Regions from separate parts of the Mus musculus genome. Here region 2 is linked to region 1. The links are chromatin contacts, called in public Hi-C maps. All regions are on one chromosome and are shown on one strand. The core of a region is the stretch at or near the end of the contact, and the rest is flanking DNA. Distances in the headings are between cores, read along the strand shown. Region 1 holds the start of 1700039I01Rik (a long non-coding RNA gene). Region 2 overlaps Adam23 (a disintegrin and metallopeptidase domain 23).

Region 1 (5,857 bases), core at 2,370-4,869:
CTGCTGGGCTAACACCCTGCCCTTCCTCCCGGTCCCCTCCCATTGTGTGTGCCTCTGGTCTGGGCAATTTCCCCTACCCACTGGCTTTGGAGACCCCATCTTCTCTGGGATTTGTAATTATCTCAGTGATTTGTTGTCCCCTGCGCTTTGTTCTCCTGCCTCCTCCCTTCTTACCTGACCTGCACCCCCTCTCTTACCAGTAGGGCTCTCCTAGACATTAGCTGTCTCTCTAGAAATAAACTGGATAAAAACCAGACAGTAACCACGGGTGTGTCCTAGTAAGACACCCACAGAGGTGATGATAAGCCTTGGAATGGGGTTTTAGGTTGGAAGAGAGAGCAATGTTCATTCAGCAGAGACTGGGCTTCATACTTTAAATTTTCATCTTTTCCTGGATTAGCAATATAACAAACACTTCAGATACCAGGCAGAGCAGCAAGCCACAGCTCTCAGCCAGCCACGTAATCACCAGGAGAAAAAAAAATGGTACTCTGCTGCGCAGTGTTGCTAAGCAACAATGTGCAGTAGCTTAGGCGTATTCAATCTGTTTTCAATTTAAGATGTGTTCATCTTACAATGTGTTTATCAAGGTGTCACCTCATTATAAATAAAGGCTCATCTGCAAAAGTAAGTTCCCCCTGTGTAGAACGCCTGGTCACTGGTCTGACACTTAACCATTATGAAGCCAGGCCATAGAGGTGTCTAGAGAAAGGCTCATAGATTTGCTCCACGACTAGCTCCAAATCTTGTCAGCCCAAAGCTGAGTCCTGCTTCCTGCCACAAGGAAATTAGAGGAAGACAGGATAACAGTGTAAAAAGAGAGTTGCAAACAGGAGAGTCAAAGCATTGTGGCGGTCTGCACTTGCCCTGGATGTTAGCTCTTCTACACTCACATAAACGAAGGAAAGCCCAGAAACTGCACTGGGACACTCAGGGCTCTGTCACTGAGGGGCTGTAGCTCTTTCATGCTGCATAGCATAGTGTCCCAGCCACATCTCTGTCCACCCTCAAGTATTCTGTTGCCAGTGTCATCATGAATCTTCCCATTGGGAGGAAAATGACATCTCTGTTCTGACAGGAACGGACAGACCGACCATAGAGAGGAAGGACTGATGGCAAGGGCTCCCCCTCCCCCTTCCCAACAGAGAGCTGACCAGGTGGGATCTAATTGTCGGGTCAAGGGCTGAGGTATACAGGAAATTAATTCCCATAGCGAGGGAACAGGGAGCAAGTCCCTGAACCCATTGAGTGAGGAGTTACTGCAGGACCATCCCTAGCCTATATTCTCTGTGGGGAATAAGCTCACAGCCAGCAATGAATGGCATCACCGTGGGACAATAGGTATGAAGATTGTGGTGTCTATTTGGCGCCTTCTTTCTCTTTGTCCCTCTGACCCTAATGAGGAGACCTTAGAGCAGGAAGCAGCTGGTTAGGAACAGGGACAGTCAGAATTGGAAATGGAGGCTGTGGCTCACAGCAGGGAATAGTTGATACTATCAGGAGCTTGGCAAATGTCCAGTGTGAGGGGAAATATACTGTAGCTGCCTAGAAATAAGCCATTCCAAAGACTTTTGAGGGAAAAAAATAGTGGCTCCTGGATAGCCAGGGCTATACAGAGAAACCTTGTCTGGAAAAAACAAACACAACAACGACAGACAGGCGTGCTAAGATGGGGTGGTAAGCCTAGCTTATTATTCACAAAGCCCACTATTATTGATCCCCAGTGCTACACCTACAAAGGGGAGGAGGAGAGATTATCTTGTAGTTGGGGGCTTTCAAGAAAAAAAGCCTCTGGTTGGGACACCAGGTCTGTATCCATCCTTTGTTCCTGCCTGACTAAAGAAAAATAAGGAAGATTGAGGTTTCTGGTGGATAAAAGTCTAAAACAAAACAAAACAAAACAAAATGTTGGTCAGGCAAAACCAAATGTGCAAGAATACATATTTATAGAACAAAAGCGTACAAATCATAATTCTGCAAGTGAAGTGTGCTGAACGTTTTACATTGTATCCTTCCTGTGTGATTTGATGAACTATTTCCTGAGGAAAACAGCTCGTGCTCCTGGGGCTCCCTCACAGCTTTGGTCCTGAGTGTCCAGCTTTCCTAACAAGTTTGTGTTAGCATCTATGTACTGAAAACCTGAGCATGTGGCTTATGTGATGGTAACACTGAGTTGTGAACTCAAGGCTTACTGATATTTGAAGATCTTAATTGTGCCTCCAACTTTTAGCCTAGAAAGACACTGGAATCTGTTCATAAAACAATATGGGGAACTAGAAAGATGGTGCAGCAGTTAAGAGCACTGACTGCTCTTCCAGAGGTCCTGAGTTCAAATCCCAGCAACCACATGGTGGTTCACAACCATCTGTAAAGGGATCTGATGCCCTCTTCTAGTGTGTCTAAAGACAGTGACAGCCTACTTATATACATAACAAACAATTCTTTTTAAAAAATATTACGGGGCTGGTGAGATGGCTCAGTGGGTAAGAGCACCCGACTGCTCTTCCGAAGGTCCAGAGTTCAAATCCCAGCAACCACATGGTGGCTCACAACCATCCGTAACAAGATCTGACTCCGTCTTCTGGTGTGTCTGAAGACAGCTACAGTGTACTTACATATAATAATAAATAAAAATCTTTAAAAAAAAAATAAAAAATAAAAAAATAAAAAATATTACGACTGACTGGACAGATGGTGTTAAAAGCACTAACTGCTTTTGGAGAGGACCCATAGTTCCCAGCACCCAAATGATTGTTCACAACCATCCTTTTTGTTTTGTTTTGGGGTATTTTGTGTTTTTGTTTGTTTGTTTTTGTTTTTATTTTTCTAAGACAACACAGAGTTTCTCAATGTAGCCCAGGTTGCCCTGGAACTTGCTCTGTAGACCACGCTAGCCTCAGACTCTAAGGTCTGCCTGCTTCTGCCTCTGGAGTGCTGGGATTAAAAGTATGTGCCCACTTCGGCCAGCTAGACTTCCAAACTCTAATTCCAGGGATCTGACACCATTTTCTAATATCTGTGAGCCTCAGGCATGGACATGGTGCACATTATACACACACACACACACACATACAGGAAAAGCATTCACACAATAATTTGTAAAATAAAATAAAAATTTAAAAAGGAATAACGACTATATAGCTGTTTAATTTTCTGTGAAGGGCTGGAAAGATGGTAGTGTAGGTAAGAGCACTTGGTAGAAGCCTAACAACCTAAGTTTGCTCCCCAGAACTCACGGAAAGGTGGAAAAAAGTGCCCCCCCACACACACAGAGAGAGAGGGGGGGGGATTTAAATAAGCCTTCACTGAAGTATGTAAAGAACTGTGGGCAGACTGAGGCTCCAGCAAGGTTTCAAACGGCTGTAGCCAGAGCATCCAAGACAAGAGGATGGAAGGTTTTCAAGAAAACCGTGAACTGAAGACCAAGCTGCAGCAAAATAAAAACAAAACAAAAAACTACGCTCCAAGCCCTACACACAGGGTGTGTTGTGTGTACAAATTAAAATGTGTACAAATCCTTAACACAACCAAAGGAAATTAGACTGCGCAAAAAATAGGAGCAGCAAGTCGTGCAGGATAGTGGAGAGATGAGACCGAAACACACCGACAGTAAGCAAGGCAGCCACTACAGACATCTGTGTGGCAGGTCCTGCAAACAAAGAACCTCACAAAAGGACAGACACAGCTGCTGGCAGGACAAGACGCCCGCCCGGGGAAGCACTAAAGGAGCGGAGGGCCACTCATAGATGAGAAAGGTTTCCAAGGACTGGGGGATGGGAAGGGAGCTCCAGGTCACGGAGGTTCAGATTTACAAGAAAAGATAGTTCTCAGCATCTACCACACAGTGTGACTGTGCCCCACGCTATGAACTATCCTTGAAAGAAGCAAGCCTGTTAACTTCGACATTACTGGTGTGCACTACCGTGCTTTAAAATCTTGGCAGAAAATAAGGCCAGACGGCAGCCCTGCTTATTACCTCGTTTTGCCCTTTTAATCCACAGGACGTACAATGAAGATTCTAGAGTGTTCCTGCAAGCACCTGCTCTTCTCAAACCCTGGGTCGCTCTGTGTGATCTTGTGGGACTTGAGCCACCTGCATTCTTACAATCAAATCTTGAAGACGATCTTTCTCCTTCTCAGTCACTTTCATATTTTACCATAGCTCAGCTGAGTCTGGGGGACATGATTAGATTGGCTCGGTAATGGAGTGGTTTGGACCCCACTAAGTGATGATCGATCTGCCTGCTGCTCTGGTGCTGTGCCGTGGACATCAGCTCTAACCAAGAAGACACCGCTAGTGGGAGCACGCTTCCTGCTGATGGCCGCTATGTGAGTATCCTCTCTCTTTTTTGTCGGAATTGCGGCGTACATCAAACTTGGGAAACCGGGGAGCTGAGTTCTTCTTGAGCTGAGTAAGAGTCGTGACAAAGATATAAAAACTGTCACTGGTACAACAAAACTGTAGTGCACGGTACCCCAAAAGAGTCCAAGATGAGAACCCTAAGGGATAGGACATTTGGAGAGTTCCAAGACAAGTTGACTGGGATGTTTAGAGTCCCCCAAACACATATCATTCCCCAAAGAGTTCCAACTAAAAGCTGGAGGTCTATGGGAGCCCAAAGTGTTTGAGGGGAGAGGTCTATCACATATACTCTCACCAAGAGTCCAGGCTTCATTGAGACTGGCAATCAACACAGCAGTGTACCTAGCCCAAGAACACCACCCCCCCCCAAAAAAAAAAACACAGTTACTAGGGTAAAAGATTGACTGCTAACCCTAGATCTCTAATCACACCAAATCCTAACCTCATCTGGGGACGGGGCATAGGAGCTGTGGTCCCCTTCCACATGGCTCATCCTGTGTCTCACCTGCAGTTGTCTATTCCCAAATTTCATCCTTTATCTCTATCTACCATACTAAACTACTAATTCAATAAGTAAATCGGTTTCTCCAATTTTCTGAATGGATACAACAATCTGGTGAATGAAACGAAGGCAAAATCACCTCTGAGATCTCTTGACGATGTAACTCTGCACAGAGGCTTACAGCAGTAATTGTGTGTCCCAGTTCTCTCCCCTCAGAACTCTTGGAAGCACCACATCTGGCAGCGCCAGCTTAACACCCACTATGTTGCTGGCAAGAATACTCTGGTACAATTAGTTTGTGAGCTGCAATGCATACACTGCACCAGGGACCTCGCTGTAGGGATCGAGCTTAATGTGACTTCAGGCATCTTGGTCTTCGTCTCTTGTTTTATGCAAGCCCTGGCACACATCCCTAGTTCTATAGGTCAGAGTTGTGAAGACAGCTCATCATGGTGCAACACGATGCCTGGACTGTTTAGAAGTTCAGGGGTTTCTGCTTCGTTGTGTTTAACACTTACTTATTTTTTTATCTTCATGTATGTATGTATTTTTGTGTATTTATGCATTTTCAGATAGTCACTCATGTTTATTCTCTGAGTTCCTCTCTCTGTGTGTGTGTGTGTGTGTGTGTGTGTGTGTGTGTGTGTGTGTGTGGTGTTGAGTGCGCGTGCGTGTGCACACGTGTGCCTGCAGATCTCACAAGTGCACTTCTGCACACTGTAGCAAGCTTGTGGAAATGGTAACCTTCTTTCCACAAATGGCTTCTGGAGGCAAACAGATGGTGAAACCATCTTGCTGGCCTTTTTACGCTTTTGTCTTGTGGTTTTTGTTGTTGCCCTGTTTTGCTTTTTAAGACAGGTAAAGTCTTGTGTGGTCTACATTGGTCTCAGATTACCAATCCTCCTGTTTCAGACTTCCTAGTTTTTTGTATTACAGGACTGTACTATGACACCTAACTTTCAAAGTGTTTAACTTTAACTGACGCTGGACAT
Region 2 (5,857 bases), core at 1,924-4,423, 320 kb before region 1:
GGGAAAGTTTAAGGTTTAAAGGGCAGAGAAGAAACTGTTTTAAAGGAAGCCAGTATATTTACTTTTCTTACTGCAGTTCCAAGCTAGGAGGTCATTTTAATATGCTTCTGAAAGTGTGGTACACACAGGATGGCGCATCTCTGTGGCAAAAGGATATATTCCTGTGTGCCTCCTTCTGAAGCTGTGGAAGTGGATTACTGCTGCAGTGGGAGAGGGGAGATGAATAATCTGCAGTGATCTAAAACCGGAATCATACAAACCCTTAGGGCCTTCATCCTTAGGGGGGTTGGGGTTCCGAACTGGATCCCGGATGCTGCAGTCTGTGCCTGCCCAAGTGAAATCACAGATGCAGGTGGCTTCGTTGCTACACACCTGTGACAGAGAAAGAAGAGAGACACAGCGATGTGGACCACTGATAGTAAGCACAATCTCACTTAGAAGGCTTCCCAAACATTCCCATGGCTTTGAGGACTAAGTTCATGGGTCAAATTATTGAATATATTTCCAGTAATTATGAAAAATTATGTTTAGGTGAAAAAAACTGTTTAAAATGATATGATTCACAGTATTAGACATATTTAGGTATATAAATGTCCAATAAAGTAGATTTTTTCCCCCTGAAGCAAATGTTTCTAGGAACAGCTATGAAAATATACATGTTTAATACAGTAAGTTATCAGACATGGGACTCAAAAAACAATCCCAGAGAAAAGAGGGAGCAGGCTCCAGGGGCAATTCTCAAAACAAAAGACCAAGAGACACAGTCCTTAACACGCTGCGTGATCTCGCCATGCCCAACCGTCTGGTGGCACTTTGCCTGCCAGGACAGCACTCCTCACCCCTCCCACCATCTATTGGAGGCACTCTTTCCCAGTCAGCAGGCTGACACCCTCCACCAGGCAGCAAATGGCACAGGCTTGCAATTTACATGAATCAAATAAAACACCCCGCAAACTAGAAAGAAAGGTGCCGAGACCCTTTTATCATTAGAAATGATAAAATCAAATGCCAACGCTTTTAAATCCAAGATACTGTAATATATGGTTATGACTAATAAGACTGAACTTTGCTTTTAAAAAATGGTGAAAAATGAGATGGGACAAGGGAAAACAGCAGAGCTTTTATGTCTCATATTTCTAGAGCAGCAACTAAAATGCTTAAAAAGTCTACCTGGTGATTTTATTTTGGATAGAAACGGTACTGAACACTCATTATGTGTCAAGTTCCTCTGCCTCTAACATCACGACGAGCTTCTCCCTCACTTCGCACTCCATCATCAGCTAAGGGCTGAGAGAGGGTAAGTACCCACCCAGAGTCACTAAGACATAACTGAGCAGAGCCAGGATCTAAATCAAAACTCTTTCTAGCCCCTGAATTCGTGTTCTTAAGTCACTAGATAGGATGGCTGACTTCAATGTCATCTTCTTGGGATTAATAAATACCTGAAGGACATGAGTAAGGCACACCTTTGGGGTGGGGGCGTGTATCTGAGTGTGTTTCTGAAGGATCAGCTATAGGAGAAAGGCCCCACCTGAATGGGGACCCTAGTGCCACCCCATGGAATGGGGTCTGAGTCTGAAGAAAAAAGAAGTTAGCTAAGCACCCATGGTCCGTGCCTTTGCTTCCTGCTCTGACAAATAGGAGGAATAAGTTCCTGGCTGCCACACCATCCCCAGCATGCTGGACTATGTCCCTTGAACCATGAGCCAAGCCACCCCCTCCTCTCTGGAATTACTTATGTTGTGTGTGTGTGTGTGTGTGTATATATATATATATATATATATATATATATATATATATATATGTTTTTATGTCAACAAGCAAAGTGATCAGCACACCAGGCTACCTGGCCTCCCTGTGAGCTTGTGCTTTAACCAAGCATCACCAGAAGAAAAGCTTCCTGGTCCTGTCACCTTGCTCTCCTCTGTGTCACCTGCCTGTCTCTATGTGTTGATGTCGAGTTATAGCTGGAGAAGGTGATCCATACACATAAATAATTCAAATTAATTTATAAACGTTTATTTTAGCAGATGAAGGCACTCAGAATATGATGATAATCAGGGCACAGAAACTGGCCACAGTCTCAGTAAGAAATGTCCGTGTCTGACTGTGTTATCACTGTGAACCCAGGGTCCCAGACAATGAAGGTCAAACCATCACACTGCTGTTTACTTACTTACCCCGTGGCCGGAGCAGACTTTACCCCTTGAGTCAAGTGGGCAGCTGCTCATATTCAGGGCTTGAATCTGTAGGCACTTCCGATCTAAGCACATCATGGAGGGGCCACACGGAGTCCCATCTTCAACGTAACCCACGTCTGTATCATCGTCTAAAACTACATGAGCACCACTGAAAGCAGACAGTGATCTGTTGTATTAAATAATTCATCTCAATGGGGTGGGGCTCAGTTCTACCCCACCTTCGATCATTCAGTGCCCAGATAAAAGTCACAAGCCTTTATGTTTACGAGAAGCCTTCACACCATCAGACTTGGGCACATATCCACCCTCTAAGCTATTAATGTTTACTTCCCTATCAATAACCCTGAGTTATAATTTTCTGTTATCTATCTGGGCTGCTCTTATCTCCAGCTGGCCAACCTTCATGGCCATTTTTTTCCATGACTTACCTACCCAATGCCATCTTCTCCTCTCTCCACCTTCTTCCTTATCTCCCGTGGTCTCCTGCCTCGGATCCCAAGCCCAGGAACTGAAACTCCACCTAGTCTCTTCTGCCTCAGTATAGGCTGTGAGCATCTTTATTTATCAATCAGGGCTAACTTGCGGGGCAAGGTAAGGACAACCAGAGCCAGTATGCAGCATTACAATACATAGCAAAAGACCACACCTCAACAGTGACCCACATAAACATAAGCACCACACTATCCAACAACACAGAGCCAGCCCGCACAAGGCTTGCCATTCGTGAAACAGAGATACTGTTACAGTGAGCCAGGGTTTATTCGAGACTTTTCTTCCCTCCCACCTATCTTTAATAAAAGTCCAAGAAAGAAACTGCTGTTTGTTATCATTTACAGCACACAGCATCAGGAACAACAATTATCAGCAGGAAATATTCTAACTCTTTGGGTGTTCTCAATATTAAGGATAAGTGAAAGGTGTTTGTGTAGACAGAGAAGAAAGTGTGTGATTGATTCTCCAAGGCCTGGTGGGGAAAAGATAGTATGGGAGGGAAATAATGCTGAGCAAACACAGCAGAGCAAGGCTGTATTTGATTTGAAAACCATTACTATTACCTCAAAGGATTGGGCTATCACAACTGAAAGGAGAAAGCCAGGACTTTACTAGTGCTTACCTTTTATGTTTCAACGTTAGGGGTAATTAGAATTTGGATAATAATTAGAAACTGGATATAATTATTATTAACAAGGAGTCTTGCTGAATGTTTTACCAATATGGTAGTTTGTAATATAGCCTTATAATTCAGTAAGGCTATTAAAGACAGGTGAGGTAACACACGCTGGAAGAGTGCTTGTGTACATGGAAAGTCTAGAGACAATACTACAGATGTTTCCCAGGGAGGGGCTTATTCTCTAAGGCCTAGTTAAAATTACCTTCAGAGCCATTCAACAAGATGGAAAAGTAACAGTTATCTGACCAAGACGTCATGAAATTGTGCAGAATTACTCTTGGGTAATTTCAAACATTTATTCACTCCCATTAAAAGGTGGTTTGAAATTCTGGGAGAGTGAAAATAAAGGGACAAGAACTGTGTCAGTTCTGTGGTAGGATCCCAAAGGTGTTTTAACAGCAGTGCCTCTGAACAAGAGAGCGCCACCATAGAACCATGGTTACTCTGAAAGCAATGGCTCTTACTTGTGATGTAATGCAGCTTCCTGGCTGAAAACACACGCCTCTTGTCTATGTGCTATGTGTACATAGACGAATGGATATGAAAAAGGATGTGTGTGATAACACCAATAAAAATATTTAATGTCTATTATCTGTATGTGCTTGGGTACTTATTAGGGCATCCTCTAAACCAGATACATGCGACATAATATCCTGCTTAAACTGGATGTTTTATGAAAAATGAAGCACAGTATTCAAATAGTGATATACTGCAATGCTCAAAATTTTTAGCCAGTGATAAAATGAGTACAGGGATTGATTATCCCTAATCCAAAACACTGAACTCTGAAATGCTTCAAAATGTGAAATTTTATGAGTACTTATAGGATGCCCTAAGTGGAAACATCCACTTAAAACACAGTCACAGTTAAAATGCAGGCACACTAAAAGTACTGGGGGAAAAAATCACTGCTCAGAAGAAACATAAATGGCCAATAAATACAGGCAAGTTCAAAATGACTTAGGGACCTGCAGCTCAAAACACAATTAGATGTCATCTCAACTCACTTAAAGCAGTTGTCATTTAAGAAATAATTACAAATGCAGGCTAGAGTCAGAAGAAAAAAGACCCTTAATGCACTGGGAGTGGGAACATAAATTAGTACAGTCTCCAGAACAGCATGGGGGGTTCTTTTAGATACGAGATAGTACTACTATATATTTCCTGTGGTATTATCACAATAGCCAGGATATAGAATCAGTCCAGCTAGCCATCAAAGGAAATAGATACAGAAGATCTAGTGTATGCATAACAGTATCAGCCACAAAGTAGAATGAAGTCTGTCGTTTTCAGAAGAGATGTAAACTAAGTTCCACTCAGAAAGATAAACACAGCCTCTCACAAAGGCATCACCCTGTAAAAGTTGGCTTCATGGCAGAAGAGAGAGGAATAGGGATTGGGACTGTGAAGCAGGGTATGGAGGGATGGTTGGACGTAATTAACAGGTGCTGTATGCTTGGATGGAGGTATTTCAATGAATACACATGGTTCCTATGTCAACAAAATAGATGCACAAATGACTGAATTTCCTTCAGCCTGTGTGTATAAGGTATAAGTGAAAAAAAAAAAATCCCATGCTTAGTGTTGGGTCCCATTCTCATGCTACCTCATTGTGCACTTACAAACATTCTAACATCTGAACACTTCTAACCTAGAGCTTTGGGTAGATGGGTTATAACTTGGAGCATAACTCTATTCCTAAGATTGTGATTTGGAAAACGGTCTTAACTACTGATAACCACTATGATTTTAGGCAAGTGAAGTTTGCAAATCAATATACTACTTTTCAAAGTGGTTCTTCATGTGGGAGGAAAAGATGAAAACTACAAAATCTTTGCTCTTCCATGTTTTCAGCTTTTTCTTGTTTGAGACCTGCGATCATCGTTCTTTCCTGGGTTTCCTGACTTCTATCTGTTACCTGCAGTCAATCACTCGGCCTTGATGATAGAAGGAAGTCGGGATGATCTCTCCTTGAAGTTGACCGATACGTGGAGCTCGGGTAAGATTGGTGCAAAGCAGAAATCCACAGAACACATCACTGCACGGGTTTGAGAAGGCAGAAGACAGGAAGAATCCAGCTCAAAACACCATTACACATACATTAGTTTTTACATGTTACAGTTCTGGGAACTAAAGTTCAGACACCAGGCAATCAGTCTACAATAGAGCCTTATCTCCAGCCCTCAGATCCCTCAATAGTCTCTTCATTGCAGAATAAATGCACTCAGACACTGTCCTAGCTATGCCAGCCCCACTTCCTTACCTAGAGGAGCACAGCTTCACTCATGGCAGTGAAGTGTGCACCGTTGAAAGAAAGACCAGCAATATTCTCCATCTGTAGCAGCGTGCTCCTGTTCCTGACATCTCCTGCCCTGTGCATCCCTCCTCCCCACTCTAGAGCGGAGGGCAGCACAGCCTGCCTAGAAACGGATGTGAGGAAAAGCCAGAACATGAAGAAGATCCACCTTTGAATGTGCAGCTCTTG

The links. Hi-C and Micro-C count contacts between places; a contact is called where the count stands out from the background.
Region 2: a contact with region 1 is called in a Hi-C map of the N1E-115 cell line, with 2.2 times the contacts expected there. The contact joins the enhancer-like site here to the promoter of 1700039I01Rik in region 1. A contact is called at or near these places in 3 of 39 promoter capture datasets (the 3T3-L1 cell line and neural stem cells), 1 of 484 Hi-C or Micro-C datasets (the N1E-115 cell line), 4 of 115 datasets of contacts at active chromatin or transcription factors (embryonic forebrain, embryonic midbrain, embryonic stem cells and 1 more) and 1 of 9 other capture datasets (embryonic stem cells).

The regions. Positions count from the first base shown.
Region 1 is chr1:63,250,958-63,256,814 of GRCm38.p6, reverse strand. 1700039I01Rik (a long non-coding RNA gene) reads left to right here and starts at 3,619. Exons shown (of 3, transcript XR_373460.3): 1 at 3,619-4,329. It also overlaps a transcript of Zdbf2 not described here.
Region 2 is chr1:63,567,402-63,573,258 of GRCm38.p6, reverse strand. It overlaps Adam23 (a disintegrin and metallopeptidase domain 23), which reads right to left. Exons shown (of 26, transcript NM_011780.3): 22 at 5,291-5,410; 23 at 2,181-2,349; 24 at 261-372. Among named protein-coding and RNA genes, the nearest start is that of Gm22281, 5.3 kb to the left of the region's middle. Within about 2 kb of position 3,173, at least 1 of the 459 cell types and tissues checked has an H3K27ac peak or open chromatin away from gene starts, as enhancers often do. A contact at or near this core is called in the N1E-115 cell line, where this site is marked.